Regions from separate parts of the Mus musculus genome. Here regions 2, 3 and 4 are each linked to region 1. Evidence: chromatin contacts called from public HiChIP or PLAC-seq and promoter capture Hi-C data. All regions are on one chromosome and are shown on one strand. The core of a region is the stretch at or near the end of the contact, and the rest is flanking DNA. Distances in the headings are between cores, read along the strand shown. Region 1 holds the start of Hpse2 (heparanase 2). Region 2 overlaps Hpse2 (heparanase 2). Region 3 overlaps Hpse2 (heparanase 2). Region 4 overlaps Hpse2 (heparanase 2).

Region 1 (3,479 bases), core at 310-2,809:
GCAGGTATGAAGGCTAGAGCCAGTATTTAATTTATGTTATAATTTAGTTTTAGAAACCATCTCTAAGTGATCTGGTGGTTTGGGGTTCTTAGACTGGCAGAGAATCCTCAGGGAATGTTAGCTTAAGGTAATCTAGTCCAGTCCTATGTAGGTTGGCTAATTCTTTCTGGCTGAAGGAAGGAAAATAGATTGCTATTGTAGTGTTTACTGAGCTCTCATACTGCCCAGTGTGCAGTACTGGCAGTGGTGGGGACCCATGCTCTGCATTCAACTGTCATCTAGTCTGTTTAATCAAGGAATGCCCTGGGGTGCTCTCATTTACCCATTTTTCATAAAGTAGCTCCCTTCATCTGCCAAAATAGAGGACTTGTTGTATCCCAGAGAGAAGCTGAAAATGGGACTGGGTGTGATTGTGACTGCCTGTGATTGTGGCTGGATTGTTTCCCCTTGTGTTAGGATGGGACTCAGGATAATTTGCAAGCTATTGAGGGTGGGAATGAAAAGAACAGAGGTTTGCAGTGCACTCGAAGTCCAGGATGATCTGTATCCCAGAGTTCCAAGCAGGCACACTCTAATTTTGGCCTAGGGCTGGATTTGACACCCCTATAGCCCATTTCTACGTCAGGAAGACATACTCCCCTGCAAGGGTATGAGTCTGAGGGTTGTTGGCAAGGAGACATTGGAGAGGCATCTTTACTTTTACAGTGGAATACATTGGCCAAGGAGTGATTCAAATGAACATAGGGTGTCTTGATCATCAGTCCAATGGGTTGCCAAAGCCATAAAATAACATATATGGGAAACTCAAGACTCTCCCTCACACATAAGCAGCAGTGCCATGGAGCATACTGATTCTTTTTTGACTCTCCTGACTAGGAAGTTCTTTGACCTGGGAATACTCTCCCTTCTCCCCCACCTTAGTCTCCTATTCAGGAGAAACTTCTTTCTAGTTATCTTGCAAGATTCAGGGGTTTGCACACCTAGGCATGGACTCTTCTTTGCTTTTTGTGCCTTGGCAAAAATTACTTTGCCCATCATAAAACCATTTACAACCTAACAACATTTACTGCTTCAACCCAAAAGGAAGGCACAAAGTGGACGGTAAGCAAGAAATAGTCAGGACAGACTGCCCCTCAGGCAGTGAAGGGCCTTCCCCATAGCCTACTGGGGAGGGGACTTGAAAATAAGCTCTTACTCAAGATGGTACCACAGTACAGTTTCAGTCCCACTGGCCGCTTCCTGACCCTAGCGGGTTAAATCAGTAGGGCACAACGGCCACCCCTCCCCCTTCTCCCCCCTCCCCCATCCCTTACCTTTAAAAAGTTAAAAAATGTCTGCAGTCAAATCTCTTAAAGGGGCGGTGCTGGTGAACAGTACTCTTGGCACGAGTTGCTGAGAAGGCTGGCTAGGGGCGTGAGTTCGCTCCACCAGCACCAAAACACTGAAAAAAAAATGCGAGCAAGCGAGCAAGAGCGAGGGAGCGAGGGCGAAAGAGAATAGGGGGGGGGAGAGAAGGGGGGCAGAGAGACACACACTTTAGATAAGGACAATTAGTCACCATCGAGACCCAGTAGGGAAAGAAGTTTAAATCAGAGGGATTTAATGAGGGTGCTCTGTGCTTTCCCTGAAGCCATGGCCTCCAGCAGCTCCCGCCCCCCCTCGTGCCTAGCCCTGGTGGCTCTCTTCTTGGCTCTGTTGCTCCATCTCTCCCTCTCCTTCCACGCTGGAAACAGGAGACCTTTGCCTGTAGACAGAGCTACAGGTTTGAAGGAAAAGACCCTGATTCTACTTGATGTGAGCACCAAGAACCCAGTCAGGACAGTCAATGAGAACTTCCTCTCTCTGCAGCTGGATCCCTCCATCATTCATGATGGCTGGCTCGATTTCTTAAGGTAAGGCAGGGGCTTCGATGAGTCATTTAAAAATTTAAGTACCCCCACCCCCATTCTCTTCCTATCCCCTGCTCCAAAGGGGGAAGAAAAAAGAGGAGAAAAAAGAAGAATAAGAAGGAGGAGGAGAAGAAGAGGAGGTACAGCAGCAGCAGCAGCAGCAGCAGCAGCAGCAGCAACAGCAGCAGCAGCAAACCGATCTGTCTTTCCAAGAGAAAAAAAGGAGGTTTCCCCCCTCCTGGACTATTTGCTGTGAGGCTGTAACTGGTGATTGAGGAAAGCAGTGTTTTCTATTAAGATGCACATGTTTGCAATGCAGAAGGCATTTCAGAAACTTATCAGTTATGACTGAAAAAATGTTGTGCTTACATATATCCACAATTAGTCTCCCCTTCTGAAAAAGAAACAAGAGGTTCAGGGAAGTTACAAAAGGGAAGATCTGGAACAACAAAGACTCCAGAGGAGTGGTTGTGTGTGAGAGAGAAAGCAGTGTGCGTGTGTCCGAGTGTTCAGTTGGGAGATTGCATGAAAGTGGAATTTGCCACGGAAAGATGGTTTCATCAGTTCTCACTCCCAGACAGAAAACGAATTTAAGGAGAGTCCTGAGCGGTGAGCAAGTTGGATTGGAGTTAAAATTTTTTATTTTGTATCCTCCGCTGTCATTATCAGCCTTGACTTTGTAAGACACTTTTTATAGATGAAGCCCTTCCCCCTCCACCCTCCTCTTTAGTTTTCCTTGGTAACTGCATAGTTTAATTTTTTACAGTGGGGAAAAAAAATCGTTGCTCGGGTCGTAGTGTGCATCATACGCGATCCATAAAGGTCCTAGGAACTCTCAGGGGAAGCGTTGGGAGTTTTGAACCCCAAAGCAGTGGTGGATTAACAAACCTGAAGGTTGAGTCTCGCTGACAGTCTAGTTGGGTTCACCCTCTTCCCGGGTTGTTACTATTCAGGCAGTTAAGCAACCGCGATCCCCTTCCCATCAGGGGCGGTTGCAAAGAGGGGGGCGTTGGAAATAAAAAGAAAACACACAGAAGAAAAAGAAAGGGAGGATAAACCTCTGCAATATTGAATATCCAAGTGTTAAGTTTCTGAAAATTCCCTTCAAGTTGGACCCTTAGTTTGGGCTCCTCCAAAGAGTCTAGAGTGCTCTCCATCCCATTCCAGATCCGACTCACATCGTTATTGAGCATTTTTCACCCTTAGAGTTTTGCTTTTCCGGGTGCACCCGCCCCTTAGCGCTCAGCCTCAGGTCTGCGGACGCAGCAGGTAGCTGTAGGCGCTGCGCCGAGCGCTCCATCCAGGTCAGGGTAGCTTAGCCAAAGACTCGGAGGTCGTCGCCACCAATGCGGAGGCCGTTTTGGGGTTCCAGAAGGTACAGTTGTTGGGAGGGCGGGAACAGCGCTGCACTACCGGGTTTCATCCTTGAAAGCTTTTCTGTGCAGCAGAACGCTTCTCTGAATTCATCCAAATGTGGGGTGCAACAGGGCTTTTCCTAAATGCACGCCCCACTTGCATTGCTTTGCTCCAGCTGCGCGACTCCTCCGAGTTTTTTCTTCCTCCTCCTCCTTTAAAAAATGTCAGCTTGTT
Region 2 (3,479 bases), core at 276-2,775, 480 kb after region 1:
TATCATACAGATGGTTCCTTACACAGGTATCACATCGTGGTCCTGGTGGAAGGCCAGACTCTTTTCCCATGCCTGTGGCTGCCCTTTGAGATAATGTATCTGCTTTATTGGACAAGGACACTGAGGGTGAGACGGAATGGGGTATAACACCAGCCCTGGACCAGAGCCTGGGCCTTGAGTTAAGGCTGCCTTGAGGGCCCTGGGAGTAAACCGGAATAGGGCATGAGCTCCTGTTCCTGTCATTTGCTTCAGTTACCTATTTCCACCCAACTTTTTCTTTGCCAACCCCCAAGTCAAGAGGCATAGAACAGGAATAGTGTGGCCCACAAAAATATCATTTTCAAGTCTCAAAATTGAAACCAATTGGCACATTGTTTTTATTCACAGAGCGAGAGTAAGTCTTGAAGTCTGTACGCGAGGCTGAGGTAGAAAGGAGGGGTGAGAGTTTTCTGCTTAGAACTATAGAGATTTAATTTGTGTAAATAAGCCAAAATAATTAGAAAATTATCTCCAAGGTATAAGTATCAAACAAATATAGATCATGTTTTCTATTTGGAATAAATGAAAGGGTTTTTTTGGTTAGTTGGTTGGTTGGTTGGTTTTTGTTTTGTTTTGTTTTTTGTTTTGTTTTGTTTTTGAGAAGCAGGAGTCAGGGAAGAAACAACAATGAATAAATAAATAGTAGAATGTTATTATTCTATTATACATCTAGACTCCTAGATGTGGATACAGGAAGGGCTTTTATTACCATGTGACAGGTAAGGAAAGAGACAACTGATGGTAAGAAGCTAGGTAAGCAGGCGTCACACAGCTTTTTAAGCAAGGCAGAGACTAACAGAAACATTTCATGGCAGGAACTAACTCAGCACGTCCAGAGACGCAGGGTCACATGTGCCAGAGGCTGGAAGGAAGGAGGAGACTGCATAGATGTGAAGTAGGCGGGAGTCAGATGTACTAGAAGTAGTGAGAAAAAATCCCTGGGGAGCTTTGATCATGGAAGTCCTCACGCTTCCTCAATGCACAGCACCGCTTTTATCAGTGAAGGTCACACTTAACAGGTCAAGATTGTTTTCTATGTTTATTTAATTTTATTTGGTGTATCAGCAAAACTCCAGTCCTTCCTTTTTTCTTCTTCCCTTCCTTCATTCAAACCTCATTCACTCATCTTCTTTGCATCCCATTTGCTTACTATAATTCCTGGCCAGATCTCTGCATTGAGCCAGAAGGACAGAGATCCTGTGTATTGTGGCGAGAAATGGAAAATGAGTATGAGATCATTGTAGTTTATCATAACTGCTCTAAATAAAGCCTACCGAGGTAAATATGACTTTATTAACTTTCCTGAAAAAATAGAGAGCTAAAGGAGTGTGGACAATAGCTGTGATGTCAGCTCAGGTTCCTGAGGTCAGAGAAGTCACAGTAGCCAGGACCCCCGGGGTTTTCTAGCTCTGAATCCTACTTTCTCTCTGCTGTGCAGCGCTATTTCCCTAAGTGCTCATGTAGGTGTCTTTGTTATGCCTGAGGCAAATTCTGCCCTTGACTTGGGTCTGGCGATAAACAGGAGCAAAGGAGACAAGCTGGTGCAAGATGGGTGTTGGAAGACTAAACAGGCCTCCTTTCCAGGATAGGACCACCTGGGTATCTTACCACGCATCTGTGTGACTGCCCAGGACCATGGCTTTGGACACTTAAGACACAAACTTTCATGGCTTTATTCTCCCCAAATAGGAGTAACTGCCCGTTACTTTCTTTAAAAGCAGAGCACAGAAATCCTCAGCTGACACCTGATGGCCCCAGAGCTCACATAAGCCTCTAAGATCCCTTAACTGTGTCCAGGGATGCAGCACAAAGGCCCAAGTGAGCGGGGCAGCTGCAGGTCCAGAGACATGAGGCTGTGATAAGGAAAGCATATGTAAAAGCGCTCACAAGGTAGCAAGCTCCTTCTTTATCTCGCCTCATAGCAAATGCTGTACCTTATAAGTAGAAAACTCCACAGCTGCGAGAGTGTCCTAGTGTCCCCTGGAAAGAATTTACAAGACAGGCCAGAATTGCTGACTGGGCCCAAAGATGGGGAATGGAGCTGGACTTGAGGATCATATTGGTCACCATGTCAGACAGCTGTGGAACTGATAGCTAAACAATGCCAGTAACAACCTGTGGGCTTTGTACCATGCTGCTTCTTCAGGAGAGTTTAAGAGATTAGAGCTCTACTTAATTGTACTTGAGTTTCTCCCGGAAAAATATGGTTTTTGTACTCCCATTCATTCAAACCCAACTTAGTATATTTCAGGAAAGAATCTTATTAGCAAATTTTTTCTGCTTTGCTGGTGCTCTTGAGTAAATCCAGAGATGGCAAGCCTCTGGGCCTCAGGGCCCCTCAGGCCACGTCCCACACCACCCTTCCCCCTTGTCTTTAACTTTTCACCTTTCCACTGTCCCGCTCTGGCAGGCCTGTTCCAGTAGTACCTGTCAAAGGTAAGAGACAATAGCAGGATAGGACAGCACTGTGAACATGGTTTCTAGGAGTTAGGGTGAGGGAGAGAAACAGAAGATTTTAGGGCAGGGAAACTATTCTGAATGATACTAAACAGTGGGTTGCTTCTGTGCCAATCCCAAACCACAGAATGGGCACCACAGATAAACCCTACTGTGAAGTGTGGACTTTCCATGTCACTGATGGAAGGTCACCAAGTGTGAAGGCTCCACTCTGACACTGATGATGGTGAGAGCTGATGATAATGGAGGAGGACTTGAGGACAGCACCTAGGGGCATCTCTGTATCTGTGGGTCCGTTTCTGCTGGACCTGAAGTCTTCTCTTTTACAACAAAAGTTCAAAAAGGTGGGGTGAAGAAGGGAAAGGGGGAAGGCGAGGAGCAGAATGAGAATGGTTCTACTCTGCTGTTTTGCTCAGGAAATAACTTTTCAGCCACATCCCTTGTTCCTCTGTAGCTTTCTGCTAGCAAAGTGGCACCTCCTTCTGCCGTGAGCCTGTCTTCCTGAGGAAAAGAGCACATGTTAGTTACGCCATGCCCATGTGTTGTCACAGGCTCCGCCCTTTCCCCTGATGACCTGCCACTGGGAAAGAAGGGACAAGTGAGTCTCCACAGCTAAGCAATCGGTTGTGAGCTCCCTCGGGAGTAGCCGGTGTTTGTGTACATTCAGTGGACAGAGGCCAGACCCACCAGCCCGGGCACTTCTCCTCCAAGAGGGTTTTGGAATTCAGCTTGTTGCTTTTTTTAAGTGTGATTTACAGAGCTTTCAGGGAGAGGAATGGGGAATTACTAGTCAGCATCTTCCTAGCTCCCACGCTAGGACAGCAAAAGGAGTCTTCACACAGATATAATTCAATTTAGAAAAGTGAGCTCGGAGTTCTATCACCATTGTGTGGATATACATATAAATAAGACATGGTCTCCCATCTGCAGAGTTAGTAACCCACTGTGTGTTTGCGAGACTACAGCTCAGTCTTGCTTAGAGA
Region 3 (3,479 bases), core at 685-3,184, 440 kb after region 1:
ACCAATGGCATCATGGTCTCTATTCAGGGACTCTTACTCTGCCACACAGTGCCAAACCCCTCTATGGTCCCTTCAGTCTTGGAAAATACCACTGCTACTAAAGCTGCACCTTCCCCAATGGCCTCTCCTGTCTTTCAGTGGTGCCAAGCTCAGTTTGCTCTCAATGAACCCTTCAATTCTGCAGCTTTCATGGCAATCAAATGGGTATTACCTGGAAGATTCTTGCACACCACCAAGTTCAGCTATCAGCATGAGATGAGGTGCTGCTTTAGCCCACTCTGGACCACATGTGTGCACAGGACCTAGCACAGACCCATGCAGGCTCCATGGTTGCTGCTTCAGTCTCTGTGAGCCCCTATGAACCCTGCTCAGTTGATTCTGTGGGCTGTGTTCCTCCAATGTCCTCTATCCCTCTGGCTGCAACAGTCCTTCCTTCCTCTTCCTCCCTGAGCTCTGACTGTGGGTCTCTGCATCTGCTCCATCAGTTGCTGGGTGAAGCCTCTCTGGTGACGATTGGGCTAGGCACTGATCTCAGTATAGCAGAGTATCATTTGGAAGCATTCATTAACTTTTTTTTTGGGGGGGGGTCAGTAGTTTCTTCTTAAAGACAGCGAATTTCTCAGTCACAGTTAACCAGCATCATATGTCCCAGTAAAGGACAAGTTTCCCTTCGGTGGTTTTAGTTTCTTGCTAGCCAGAGATGATTTCTTACCAGGAACCAGAGATTCTTAATACAGGATACCACAGGCATGGGTTTTCAGGCTCCCTCTGAAACTTCACAAGCCAGGTCTCCATCGTCTACACTGCTCTCATCCTTCTTTTCCACATTCCCACAACTGCTCCATGAGCTCAGTGGAGTGTCTGTGACAGAGTTCCCAGCTCCTACAATTCCCCCCAAAACAGCATGGATGGGTGTGTGGCAGAGATACCCAATGCTGGTGCAAATCCTCAAGCATGGAGATGCATTCACAACTGGTGCTTTGTATAATATACTGAAAATTAGGGTATAAATTGAAATTAAGGTAAGAACTAACATTAGCTCAAAGCTTTCTATGCACCAGTATTGATGGGGCTCCCTAGAAATGTAAACTTGGGAAGCTCTTCTGACCTTGTGCTAAAGGGAAAGTCCAAGCCAGCAGCATTAGTGTCACCTATGAGTTTTCGAAAGGGAAGTCCCAGTCCCTGCCCCAGTCATTATAAATTAGAATAAACGTTTAATAATACACTCAGAGGTTTCATTCCCAGGAGTACTGCACTAACAAAGCAAAGCTCAGTAACACCAATTATCCCTAGGCAAGTAAGCATCGAAGAGTGCATCTTGTCTGAGGAGTCTCAGAGAAACGATGGTGGTCCACGATTTAACCAATACATTTCCCCAGAGAGCAGACGCCACTGCTCTTCCCATTCACCATCCCCTCTCTAGTTCCTTCGAAGAAGCATACTTCATGACCTACTTTCTAGAAAAAAAGTAATGAAAGCAACCATTCATCTTCCACTTGAAATTTTCACTTGAAAGGCATTTGCCCCGACAGAAAGGGCAAATTTAAGCCCCTGATCTATAACAATGACCCTGGAAGGTTACAGCTGAGTTTGTGTGTAACTGGGATGAGGCAATCACGAGCCTCCTTAGCTTCTGAAGGAACTCACCTCTCTGTTGTACTTGAGAACCCAAGTTTAACTGTTGGCAGGATTCTCCCACAGGCTTATCCTGATGAGCAAAAGACAAGAGCAAGTGGGATAGACAGACCTTAGCCTGAGGAGATGAGTGAGCTGGTGTACAAAACAGAAAATGTCGTTTTTATGAGCTAGGAGGTATTTTTATGGTTTGCCTTGAGTGAATAGTCTCTGATGTTGGGAGACCAGACTGGAAACAGCTGGGCTGCACTTTGGATCAGTTGCCACAGCAACTTGATACATTTGTCTCTGGTGTCATTTGATCCCTTTAAGAGCTGTATTACCTCAGCATGGATGTTTGACTTTGGGGCTTTCTGTGCAGTAAGCATGTCTGATTGTATTTCTCAGATTACTTGCAGTGTTAATTATATTCGTTTGGAAGTTTGGAGTTTAGGATTACAGAACATAGCTACCTCACAGGTGACTGGAACTCAGGATCCTATCAAGTTATCATTATAACTGTCAAACTCTAATTTCCAAGAAAAAACCACACCTGATGCTATCAGGGAAAACCATGCAGATTTCAAAGCCACCCCAAAATCTCAACTTTAGCAATATATTCCATTTTCTCACCTCAGGTAAACTTTATGAACAATGCTTTTGTAACTTAATCCCAATGTAAGTTTATGCTGGTAGTTACACTTAATTTTTTTCTTGGCCAAGTATTTTAAGCAAGAGGCACTCCATTTGGATTTTCAAAGTAAAATTGAACACACTTGTAGGATATGAAAAACAGCTTAATTTTTTTCCTTTTAAGTGTGTGAATGATTGATGTGTTGATGAGAGCCTGAGAGTGAGCCCAGCTACTGTCTTTAGGTAAAGGGCTGACTAGATTCTGTAAGTCGTTTGCCCTGACAGACATTTGTTCTCCTTTGGCCAAGTGTCTTCTTTCCCTCTTTGATGAGAAACAGTCAAGCAGCTTCATCCCGTCTCCCGGGTTCATGGCAGCTGCAGCCATAAGTCTTGATGCACAGGCATCACCATGTCTGTGTCCACTGTCACCGCACCCTTTTCTCTAAAACTCTTCATTTTTGTCTGGAGGAACAAAATCTCCTAAGAGTTCAGCAGAGAAAGAGAAATGTAATGTCATTAGAATTTATGTTGGATGGTTTTGAGAACTGCAGAAAATAATTTCATTGTTGTCTAGAGTTACATGGCTCCTGCTGGGCAGACAGTTTTCTGAGCATCACCATTATACGGCAGCATAACTGTGGCTTCCTGATGGCATTTGGTGCGGAGATGGACCACTGTTTCCTGTCTTTCCCTCTCTGTTTCTCCCTTCCCACTCCATTTCATACAAATAAAAGGAAACAAGGTTAGCAGTGAATAAAAGAACCACTAACAATAAACACTGCTGTTAATGTTCCTTTGCAGACGTCAAGGAATTCGAATTTTCTGTAATTCTGAAATTCACCGTGTGTAATTAGTATAGTTTTTCCAGTGCATGCCCAACTTTCTCATGAGATGGTCTAATGTGAATCACATGAAAAATGTGGCCAAGCATTGTAAGTGCTTTTAACATTTGTATTTCTCATTCTCTGTGGGTAAGTCTGTAAATCTAGGGTTAGCCTAATAGGATTGGAAGGGGGCAGTGAGGAGCCAGTGAGGGTTGGAAAACAACCCTCCTTTGGGGAAATTTGGCATGGCCTTAGTGACAGAGTAATGATTTCCTGTAACTTGGAGGATGTTTCATTTCATAAAAAGCTGAGGTTTGTTGTGTGGAGAGTACAGAAACTCGTCCAGGTCATCACAGAGCACACAGGAACATCACCACCAGCAGCACTTTCAATGTCAAGGAAATCAAC
Region 4 (3,479 bases), core at 709-3,208, 360 kb after region 1:
CACATGCTTTGAAACAACCCGAGGCCTGAGGGCTCATCCTAATGAAAAATTTCACATTCCAACTTGGTTTTTGTCTGTGAAGTAGGCATGTCATTATTACTTTACCACATTTTGAGATGTGCTGGAGAAGAGCTAAGGCAAGCATTTGTTTAATAAAGGCACTAAGTAACAACATTCCTCATTTCTTCTTCTTCCGACCTTTCAAAGCTCTCCTTCAAAGCTGTTCTCTTTGAGGCTGTATTTACTCCATATTAAATGTCTTTTAGAGTAAATTCTTTGGGCAAGGGCCAGTCTTCATAGTGTTCCCACTAATGCAAGACTTTGGAGCTATCTATAAATGACAGGTCTCCTTTGTACAACTGGCTGGAGCAATAACCACACTCTGACCCCTGGGTGGCAGTAACCCTTTCCATTCCTCAGCTTTTGTAGGAATCTGGATGGAGCTGGGCTTCATTAGACTCTTTAAAATGCATAAAAATGCCAACCACACTTTGCAGACATGATGTTTTCAGGCACTTGTGAGTTCAAACATGTCCTTTATTCTTTCCAACTCAGTATGAAGGCTGTTTCCCATGGAGGCCTAGCCACAAAACAAGCTTGCCGGTCTCTTTGGTTTGGTCTGTATGGAGTTACTGGTGATGTGTCTATAGAAGCTCTTTGCTTCCTTTTGTGTAATTGGGGATGGGGAACCTATGGGAGGAACAAAGCTAAAGTGGTCTTCATTCCCTCTTGTTTATACCGAAAAGGAATAAAAAGAATTCTCCTTATGAAAGATGATCATATTATTTTCACCTTAACGATTTAAGGAAACAAACAAATAATTAAAAAAAAATTATCAGTTAAAAGGGAAATTATTTTGAATTGTCTATTGAGGTTCTATTTTTTTTCATAATTACCTGCATACCCCATACCCCTCAAAAATGGGCACAGAATTTTCTTTTTTAACCTTTAACTAGTTTGTATTTTAAATAGCATGGAAATATTCAAAACAGATTGGCTCACAGAACCATTGTCATGCTGGGAATGTTGAAAGAAAAGAGCCAGTGAGATGGTTCATCAGGTAAAGGTGATTACTGCTGAGCCTGGTGGCCTGATACTGATTCCGGAAGCCACATTGTAGGAAAAAGCGGACTCTTACAAATTGTCCTCTGATCTCAACAAGGGCACTGTAGTATGTCCCAAACACATACATACATACATGTAAAAAAATTAAATAAAAGCAAAGTTCAACTTATCATCTAAATGAAAATATTGAACTAGAAAATAAGTCCAAAGGACTCAGCCAAAGGAACATGAAACTGGACACCAGGAAGCTTAGATTTACGTTCATTTCTATCTAGCTTCACATTAACCAAATATCAGTGGATATTATTGTGTGAAACACAGATGTGACATGTGAAAAAATAAGTACGTTCTCTAATACTGAGAAACTAAAAGATGTTTAGTTAAGTAGAAGTATATCTGGAGTGCAGTTGTATTTGCTAATTAAAGGTTTGGTTTTATTTTATGAGTGTCTTGCCTGCATGTATATACATACGTACACTGAGTGCCTTCCTGGTGCCTGTGGAGGAAAGAAGGAGGTGCAGGATCTTGTGGACCTGGGGGGTATAGATGGTTGTAAGCCGCCGTTTGAGTGCTAGGAACCAAACCGGGGCCGCCTTGGAGAGCGGCCAGTGGCCTTGGCTGCTGAGTTGTCTTTCCTGCCTCATAGTTTTATTTGCTTCATAAAGCTAATTTTTCTGTGAAACAGTTACCATTCAACAAATGATTGTTTAAATATTTGAAAGGGAGGTAAGTTAAAGCCTCCTTTAGAAATGGCTGCTCGTAGGAAAAGCCCACCTGCTTTCCCTTTCTCTCCCGGCCGGTGTGTGAGCGACCTATATTTGCTACTTTGACTTTCCAGCGCATGCTCAGTCCTCGACAGCAGGCAATCTTAGCTTCCTCTCCGACCCTTTTCCAACCTTTGAAGTCCCCTGTCCATTAACTAATGGTCAAATCCTTTGTTTAGCTTTTATGCTGACACTCTGTAGAAGCATCACCTCTGTTCCTTTCTCCAAATCCTCGAGCCCACCCTGACCCCCAGGGAATTTCAGCATCCTTAGATTCCATGCCCTAAAAGAAAAGCAGCGCTGTGTGCAGGTGGTGGGACATAAGATCGGTTCTTTGTTCTAGTACAGTAAAACCTTGGTCAATGTTTGACAGAAATTCAGGAAAAGAGGGGCTGTGAGTGCCACCTTGTGGCCAGACATGTCCCACCACATCTGATTTGGTGCCCCCAGAACCCACCTAGTTTATCTGTGGTTGGCTTGCCCCGGTGTCCTTCTGATTGAAGCCTCTCTTTTTTAAAGCCTTTGTTTTAAACTCAGAATGTCAGAGTCATACAGAACTGTTCTAAAATCCCCTGTATCTATCTTACTCATTTCTCAAGATCTGATGTCCTAAGTTTGATGTCCTAAGACAAAAGGATGAACCACCATCCAGAGACTACCCCACCCGGGAATCCATCCCATAATCAGCCACCAAACCCAGACACTATTGCATATGCCAGAAAGATTTTGCTGAAAGGACCCTGATATAGCTATCTCGAGTGAGGCTATGCCAGTGCCTGGCAAATACAGAAGTAGATGCTCACAGTCATCTATAGGATGGAACACAGGGGCCCCAATGGAGGAGCTAGAGAAAGTACCCAAGGAGCTAAAGGGGTCTGCAACCCTATAGGTGGAACAACAATATGAACTAACCAGTACCCCCAGAGCTCATGTCTCTAGCTGCATATGAATCAGAAGATGGCCTAGTCGGCTGTCACTGGGAAGAGAGGTCCCTTGGTCTTGCGAAGATTATATGCCCCAGTATAGGGGAACACCAGGGCCAAGAAGTGGGAGTGAGTGGGTAGGGGAGTAGGGCGGGGGAAGGGTTTAGGGAACTTTCGGGATAGCATTTGAAATATAAATAAAGAAAATATCTAGTTTTTAAAAAAAGATCTGATGTCATACCCTTTTGTTATTGTGGCAACTGTGACCCCTAACAATCATTGTCATCCTGATTCTTCATCCCAATTCTTGTCCTTTTACTTCCTTCTACATGTTCTTCCCAATTCTATGCACTGGATTTTTTTCTGCCTTAAACCTGTGCAAATTTAGCGTATGCTGTCACAATCACTGTGAGTTAAGTGGATAACTGCCCTGTGGTTTCTGGAAAATACTCACTTAATATTTATGCCACCTCAGGTTCTGCGATTCCTGCCGTCTTTCTCAAGTCTTAGAGCCCTGGGTTGAAGGGTATGGCGTTCTTGTAACTTTTGGGGCTGAGCACTCCACAGTCTTTAATTCTCCACATTTGACTGAGTCAGGTGTTAATTGCAGTCTGCAAGGAGAAGCTTCTTGGATAAGGCTTGAGGGATGTGTGAGTATCTATGAGTATAAAAGTAAATCATTAGGAGTCCTCTTAATCCTATGTCTATATAGCAAGGTAATAGTATT

Evidence for each region. Promoter capture Hi-C pulls out the DNA fragments that hold promoters and counts their contacts. HiChIP or PLAC-seq counts read pairs in DNA pulled down with a chosen protein or histone mark.
Region 2: a contact with region 1 is called in an H3K4me3 HiChIP or PLAC-seq map of embryonic stem cells, with 8 times the contacts expected there. The contact joins the enhancer-like site here to the promoter of Hpse2 in region 1. A contact is called at or near these places in 10 of 39 promoter capture datasets (the 3T3-L1 cell line, the C10 cell line, embryonic stem cells and 5 more), 4 of 484 Hi-C or Micro-C datasets (the N1E-115 cell line, bone marrow-derived macrophages and cortical neurons), 7 of 115 datasets of contacts at active chromatin or transcription factors (astrocytes, cardiomyocytes, craniofacial prominence and 3 more) and 4 of 9 other capture datasets (adipose tissue, embryonic stem cells, liver and 1 more).
Region 3: an H3K4me3 HiChIP or PLAC-seq map of craniofacial prominence shows a contact between it and region 1, with 5 times the contacts expected there. The contact joins the enhancer-like site here to the promoter of Hpse2 in region 1. A contact is called at or near these places in 19 of 39 promoter capture datasets (the 3T3-L1 cell line, 3T3-L1-derived adipocytes, the C10 cell line and 12 more), 2 of 484 Hi-C or Micro-C datasets (the HPC-7 cell line and cranial neural crest), 6 of 115 datasets of contacts at active chromatin or transcription factors (craniofacial prominence, embryonic limb bud, embryonic stem cells and 2 more) and 4 of 9 other capture datasets (adipose tissue, embryonic stem cells, liver and 1 more).
Region 4: a contact with region 1 is called in a promoter capture Hi-C map of hippocampal neurons, with 18 times the contacts expected there. The contact joins the enhancer-like site here to the promoter of Hpse2 in region 1. A contact is called at or near these places in 26 of 39 promoter capture datasets (the 3T3-L1 cell line, 3T3-L1-derived adipocytes, the C10 cell line and 15 more), 5 of 15 datasets of contacts at CTCF or cohesin (embryonic stem cells, hippocampal excitatory neurons, pro-B cells and 1 more), 142 of 484 Hi-C or Micro-C datasets (3T3-L1-derived adipocytes, the AML12 cell line, the AtT-20 cell line and 69 more), 18 of 115 datasets of contacts at active chromatin or transcription factors (PVALB interneurons, astrocytes, bone marrow-derived dendritic cells and 11 more) and 6 of 9 other capture datasets (adipose tissue, embryonic stem cells, embryonic tail and 3 more).

What each region holds. Positions count from the first base shown.
Region 1 is chr19:43,386,435-43,389,913 of GRCm38.p6, reverse strand. It overlaps Hpse2 (heparanase 2), which reads left to right and starts at 1,559. Exons shown (of 12, transcript NM_001081257.2): 1 at 1,559-1,892. The coding sequence starts at 1,603.
Region 2 is chr19:42,904,542-42,908,020 of GRCm38.p6, reverse strand. The region is part of intron 9 of Hpse2 (heparanase 2); the gene reads left to right. Among named protein-coding and RNA genes, the nearest start is that of Hps1, 130 kb to the right of the region's middle. Within about 2 kb of position 1,525, at least 4 of the 459 cell types and tissues checked have an H3K27ac peak or open chromatin away from gene starts, as enhancers often do. A contact at or near this core is called in the N1E-115 cell line and embryonic stem cells, where this site is marked.
Region 3 is chr19:42,946,741-42,950,219 of GRCm38.p6, reverse strand. The region is part of intron 6 of Hpse2 (heparanase 2); the gene reads left to right. Among named protein-coding and RNA genes, the nearest start is that of Hps1, 170 kb to the right of the region's middle. Within about 2 kb of position 1,934, at least 16 of the 459 cell types and tissues checked have an H3K27ac peak or open chromatin away from gene starts, as enhancers often do. A contact at or near this core is called in craniofacial prominence, embryonic limb bud and second pharyngeal arch cranial neural crest, where this site is marked.
Region 4 is chr19:43,026,245-43,029,723 of GRCm38.p6, reverse strand. The region is part of intron 3 of Hpse2 (heparanase 2); the gene reads left to right. Among named protein-coding and RNA genes, the nearest start is that of Hps1, 250 kb to the right of the region's middle. Within about 2 kb of position 1,958, at least 1 of the 459 cell types and tissues checked has an H3K27ac peak or open chromatin away from gene starts, as enhancers often do.